Linked DNA regions of Zea mays: region 1 is linked to region 2. Evidence: chromatin contacts called from public Hi-C data. All regions are on one chromosome and are shown on one strand. Each heading gives the region's core, a stretch centred on a gene start, on an enhancer-like site or on the middle of the called end of the contact. The rest is flanking DNA. Distances are from core to core; before and after follow the strand shown.

Region 1 (3,473 bases), core at 199-2,698, 350 kb after region 2:
CCCATACTACCCTTGTGGTGGCACTATTTTCCCGGGTGGTTCTCCATGTTCCCATTAACATAATGATCTTATCATGAACATAAATAACATAACAGAATAATAGGAACATGGATATAATGAAATATTAACCCAAAAACCGTGTAAAGCAATAGCATAACTACCCAATGATTCAGGGGTAAACAAGGTAAAAGATAAACAGTCTAGGGTGACCTATTGGGTCCCATCAAAATTAAACCTATGCATGAATAGTGATAATAAAGAATATAATTGTGTAACAAAAGTGGATCAAGGGCAAAACTTGCCTGGCACTTGAGATTCCAGTTACCTGGGTGATTCTTTAGATCCTCGAAACCTCGCGCTAGTCGTAGCAATACAAACAAACATGGTATAGATAAAATTAACATCACACCAAACATAACAACAAACTGAATAATAATGATCTACGCGAAGCTATAAGATCGTGGGATCGAGAACTACTAAGATCGGAGTTACGATTAAGGAGTTATGATTTTATAGAAGATCCGTGTGATTAAATATTAAACTATATTATAAATTGGTTAATATAAATCATATGAGAGGTTATTTTATAAATAATTATCTCAACTTTAATCTAAGTTATGAATTGACCATAAATCATCTTATAGTAGATTATAATGATAAGTAGATTAACAAGACTAACCCACAAAAATTAAATAAAGATCTAATTAGAAAAGAATGAGACATGGTATAATAACTATTGTTATTGCATAGTAATTATTTATACGAGACTAATGCAACTTGAATGGATCAAATCGGAGTTATAGATTTTAAGTTATGAATTTCCAAAGATTTTATGTGTTTTGTACAAGATTAAATAGAATATAAATTTAATTTGACTTTCATGTCAAAACAGTGGTACTAACTAATAAACAATAATATTACAAAATTATAGGAATTGGAATGGATTAATTTGGACTCCATATGAATTTTCTATGATTTATAAAAATTTCAGCATTTATTTTCACGTTTAAAAATCATTTTCCAATTACTTTTAGTGGATTTCTAATTCCCTGGACTGGGCGTCAAATTCTAGAAAAGACAGGAGCTCATCTATAATTTTCCACAAGACTCAGACCGCAACCCTACTGGACGGCGGGTTAATTCACAAGAAGTCGAAGGGCTCTTTTGCAAACATGCGAGGTCGAAGGGGTATGAGAGCGTCAGAGCCGTCCGATCGAAATCTGAAGATCCAGATTAGATCCCGAGCCAATCGAACGAAATACAGTGCGGACCTTCGGATTAAGATCTAACGGTGTAGATGTTTATATATCCAGATCCAATCGCCACCACTGGATCTACAGCCTACGGTTCAGATTCTAAACTCCGGAGATCGCACCGCGTCCATCCGATCACGGATCAATGGTCCGAGCATGACTGGGGCTTTGCAGTCAATCGTGACCGGACACGCATGGATCAACGGCCGAGCGGCGTCCAAACCGAAGGGGTACGCATATCTAAACCACGCCGTTAGATCCGGATCCGATGACCGGTGTTCATCAACTAACCCAGCGGCGGCTGAGCGGCGGCGCGCTTATGCCCCGCGGCGGAGCATCGCCGTCGCGTGCTTGATCCGGCTCCTAGTGCGAGCCACTACGCGATTTCTAGTGCAAAACGAAGCCAATAGAACAACAAGGGCGGAGATGGTGATTTTACCGGCGATTAAGCTCTAAGGAAGTCCGCCCTCGCTGCGCGGCGGCTCGAGCACGAGAGGAGAGGTCCAGCGACCAATTCGTGAAGTCCTCGACGACAATTCCAGGTGGCGTGGCCACCAGCGCCCGCCCCGCAGCCGAGGGAAGGCCCTGAGCCCCATAATGGAGGCGCGGACGACGGCAAGCCGGAGCACCCCTGCAGTAGCCCCAGCTTCTCTCCGTGGCGGCAGGAAATTCTCACGATTGCGGCAAGGATGGCGGGGTAAGGGTGGGGCGAGTTGATCGAGTCGCTGGCCGAGTCCTTTATGCGCCCCTGGGGTTCGCAGCATGAGCTGTAGGCAGTCGTTCCGCCGATCCGTACAAGGCGGAAATCTCCCGGCGGCCATGGAGTTTGTTGCGGAGGTTGGCTGACCGCCCGGTCCCGCAGGGTAACCGGTGATGACTTGTTGACATAGGGAAACTGACTACCGAGCTCAATCGCAGTGAGTCGGAGCTTTTGCCAGCTCGCCCCCAACACACTTTCGATGACTGACAGACGGACCCGCTAGTATCGCATGCACAGACTGAAGCCCGACCCGCGGGACCCACGCGGAAGTGGTGGAGAGGGAACTCGCAGCGCGCGATGCGAGGGTCTGGCTGCCGGGTCCCACACGTCGGCACCGTGATCTCATCCAACAGCGAGTGGAGGAGCTGGCCAGTGGGCCCGCAGCGCCAGTGGGTGCGCGCCCGAGGAGTCTGGCTGGGCCGAGCGCGAGACAGGAGATAGCTTGCTGGGCCGAGTGTTAAGAAGCCAGCCCAGGCGTATTCTTCCCTTTTATTTTCTTTTTCTTTTGTATTTCCTTTTCTTTTCCCTTTTCTTCTCTTTCCAAATTTGGGTTTCCAATTTGAATTCATGTATTTGTACTCTATACTTGAGTTAAATGTCTATATTCTAATAACAGTATGAACCAAAATTTAATTCATATATATTTAGTGTATCCATATTTTTATAGCATTTTCCTTTTCCTACTCCAAATTCTATTTTATTTTCTATTCTCCTTTCTCTTATTCTCAAATTCCAAACTAAATTTAAATTCATGTTTGAACTTTGAATTCATAATTCTCTCTTGAATAATACTTTTGCACTTTGAAATCTTATTTATTTATTCTTCTTCCCACTATTTAATTCTAGCAATAGTAGATGACTTAAATATAATTTCCTTCCTCTTTTCTTTTTGAAGTTAAACATTCAAAGACATGAGAAATTCAAGAAGGTTTTAAAAAAATTCTAAAATCTCTATCATAGATATCCTCATTTCTTTGTTTTGTTATTTTACTATATATTTTTTTCTACCAATTTTGGGCTTTACACTGTGGAACTGCAGAGACTTCAAACACTCCGTCGGGCATGGCCGACCGTTCCAGCCACTACCACCTCCCCCGCCACGAGGAGAGCCTGGCGAGCCTAGGCAGCCTCAGCAGCAGGAAGAGGGGAGGGTTGGAGCTTTCCCGCGCGTTGATAGGGAGGTCAACGTTATATTCGGAGGCCATGGGGCACAAGAAAGCAGGAGGCAACAAAAGCTCAACAATCGGCAGGTCTTAGTGGCCATGACTAGTGCTCCGGCCCCTTACCGATGGTCGGAACACGCGATAACCTTCAGCCGAGATGATAAATGGTTTAACTCCGATCACCCCGGCAAATATCCGCTACTCATTGATCCTGTGATCCGAGAAATCCGGGTAAAGAAAGTGTTGGTGGACAGGGGAAGCAGCATCAACGTCGCTTTCCCCCAGACACTTTAGGCC
Region 2 (3,266 bases), core at 629-3,128:
TTAGCACTTGACTAGCTAGGCCCACTTTTTGTACTAAACCGTGCTCTCCAGGCCGCTTTGCCCTCTTTTTGGGCCGTTTTTTCCGTGCTTACCGTGCCGGCTCGACCTGTTTAGTCCCGCAGTAGACCAGATCCGTGCAGCGAAATGAGCCCATGGGCTTGGTAGGCTGGGTCCGGTTTCCTAATCGTGCCTGGCGGGCCGGATCGGACGTCCCGTTTGTACATGTATACATTCCATGCAACCATAAAAACCCGAAATCTGAAACAAAAAAAACCAATATATAAAATGAAATTATCATTAACATAGCGAGTCTTTGATCATTATTGCAAGGCCATTATTTGATCTCCACATATACATAAACACTAACATATAGAGACACGGCACAACCATGAGAGCCGTATATAGGCACAAGAGAGCTTTATTTGACACGAGACAAGACGACGACGATGACCGAATTAAAGGATAGTGAATCGAGCATGATGTAGCAGGTAGCCTACATCAAGTCAAGCCGAACCATAATCCTACAGCTCGTAATACGAGCGAGCTCGGCTCGCTTGTTCACCGAGGCCTGCCTGGCACCACTGGACGTATGTAAACACCGATAGCGTCGACGAGCCTGGTTCCCGCCCGCGCATAGAATCCCGCGATGCTGCTGCCGTTGGGCGCCGTGATGGAGAAACGCGTCCCGTTCTCGACCCCCCAGGGGCCCCAGGTTCTGCTGCTGGTGACGAGCCTGAGCGAGGTCAGCGTAATGGCACCTTCAAATGCGCCGTATGTTCCCGAGACTTCCCTGACATCCTCTGCGTCGCCAAGGTCGATCTGCACGTACGCATGCAGAGTTCGAGTGATGATGGACATGCATTATGCTTCATGAAGAGGTTGATGGATGATACGATGGAGGACTACTGCATGTTGCTCACCGTTCGAACATTGCCGCCAAGTCCACCCCACCGCCCAGCAGTGCGCCTCTGCCCAGCGTCGTCGGTGTAGGTGAACTCGATGGAGTCGACGGCAACGCCAGCGCGGACGGTGATGCTGTGCAGACGCCGTGGTGGCTGCTCTGCCGTGATGTCCTGTGCCGACCCTCCCTGTCCGCCCCATAGTCCGATCTTGGTGACGGAGGAGATGGACTCCTGCATGCAGCAGCTGATTAGTATATTACCAAGAATATATATTCTGCTGTTTCTCTCTCTCTCTCTCTCTCTCTGACATACAGTACCTGCTGCTTGCTAATTGGTTGCTGTGATGCGCCAAACACCGGGCAGAAAACTTCCAGGGCAAGCTCGTCAGAGTTCCCGTCGTTGCTACCGCCGGCAAGGTTTCTTCTCTTCATGACACCGGTGGCCATGGCGAACACCCCGGTTCCGCCGTAGATCGCCCATTCGTCTGACCCATCCGTGACCATTCCGTTGATGACGAGCGTGGAGCCCTTTAGCCTGATTGATGACCAACAGACGATGGTGAATTGAATGAATCAGTATTACAGCTTGCACGTGAATTGAAGATGAACACACACCTGTCGGTTTCGAACACCATGGTGAACAAGGCGTCTGCGTTACCGACCAGGACCGTGACTCCCTGTATGCGAGCCACGAGGCGGGCGTCGGCGCCACGGCCGTCGTACACGGGGCTGTCAGTGACGACTCTCCTGCCCAGCTGGTCGGATGGCCTTCCCGGCACAGTCATCTCCCTGCTGCCAGGACCAGCCCGGCGCATATACAGGGCACGGAAGGTGAGTTTCACGAACTCCGCCGCCACGGGTGCGGCGATGGCCACTACGATGCTCGGAGCAGGGTTCTCCATTGTTTTGCTAGCAGCTACCGTAAACCAGGCTGCTTGTTGTGTGCTGGGATGGGGTGTGGGTGTGGTGGTGTAGCAAATGCCCCCAATGAATAAACAATGCCGGCGGGCAGTACTTATAAAGGACGAGCCGGCCAGTTGCCATAGTTGTACATGGAGCTTGAGTCTGGCCCGAAACCCGTGTTTTTCATCCGGCCCATGCACGGCCTGGCCCGGTAGTTGGTGGGCCTGGGCTGGTACGTCTAGGGAGCAAGTTTTGTCTAGGCCAAAAACTATGCACATGGGTCGGTACGGTACAGCCTGCTCCCGCTAGGGTGCTCTGTTAGCAGCCCGTCCGACCGACCCCCACGCCCTACCTCATATACCCCCATTTCCCACCCACCACTCAGCTCCTCGCCTCCCCTCTCCAATCTCCTAGCTTCTCGTATCACACGTCACTCTATCTCTCTCGTCTACCTGGCTTCACTCTGATCCGACGATTCCACTTTCTTCTTGCCTCGCTGTCGCCTCCGTCTCCGACTCCGTGACCTAGATACGAGGGGCGGGCCTAGCGTAAGTCATGGACACTCAAATGAATACCCAAGATTTTTGTTAAAAATTAAATATATTTAGTGAATCTTATATATGTATATATAAAAAATTAATAATATTTAATAATTGATGTAATCTGATGGGATACAGACGGATATTACTCATTCCATATTTGTCTTCATATTAGTTCTTCAAATTCACATCATATACATATATTATCGAGTTGTTTCAATAGATCGGCATCTTAAATATCAAACTTTGAGTATACACATACATATACAGATCGGACATGGATCAGATACTAAATATCCAAACTCGAATATAGATCGAATATCAGCACTCTTAGGCCTTGTTTGGTTGCATGTGGATCATGCGGGATTGAGAAGGAATAAAACCCTTTCTATTCAGTTTTGACTAGCAATGGATTAATCCACTCCAATCCCATTTAATCCACTTCTAAACGAACGCATCTAAAATCGAATTCATATACGAATAGATAATATTTGTATCATTTACATCCCTAGTATTTAGGCTAAAATCAAAAATATACTAGGACGTCTGGCAGGCTAGTGCCTCAACTCCAATCGACGACTCAACAACACACGCTTTCACGTCATCCTCCAGGCGCGTCGCACGCTTGCACCCTCACCCACTCACCCAGTCGCCCACACCCGGTGGTCACCTGTTGTGTGGTTCCGCTCATTGTCCACCCACCTGGTGGCCGCCTCTCGCTAGTCGTGGCGTTGTGCAACACTCGCCCCCAGCTCGTCGTCCTTGCTCGGTTGTCTCTTATCACTAGTATTTAAACAATTTTACCTAATAATTAGTTATGTGCTCAACTAAATTTGGTTTTGTTTGATATATGCTATAAAACTATTAGTATGTAATATATTACGGTATAATACATAAGACATACCATATATTTAGATTTTATA

The links. A called contact is a pair of places that touch in the nucleus more often than the background predicts.
Region 1: a Hi-C map of leaf shows a contact between it and region 2, with 4 times the contacts expected there. The contact joins the enhancer-like site here to the promoter of LOC100274518 in region 2. A contact is called at or near these places in 2 of 25 Hi-C or Micro-C datasets (leaf and tassel).

What each region holds. Positions count from the first base shown.
Region 1 is chr6:39,883,108-39,886,580 of Zm-B73-REFERENCE-NAM-5.0, forward strand. No RefSeq gene overlaps it. Among protein-coding and RNA genes, the nearest start is that of LOC103630975, 180 kb to the left of the region's middle. Within about 2 kb of position 1,449, at least 20 of the 20 cell types and tissues checked have an H3K27ac peak or open chromatin away from gene starts, as enhancers often do. A contact at or near this core is called in leaf and tassel, where this site is marked.
Region 2 is chr6:39,531,588-39,534,853 of Zm-B73-REFERENCE-NAM-5.0, forward strand. It overlaps LOC100274518, which reads right to left and starts at 1,879. Exons shown (of 4, transcript NM_001148875.1): 1 at 1,517-1,879; 2 at 1,220-1,436; 3 at 921-1,133; 4 at 261-819. The coding sequence starts at 1,803. The coding sequence ends at 559.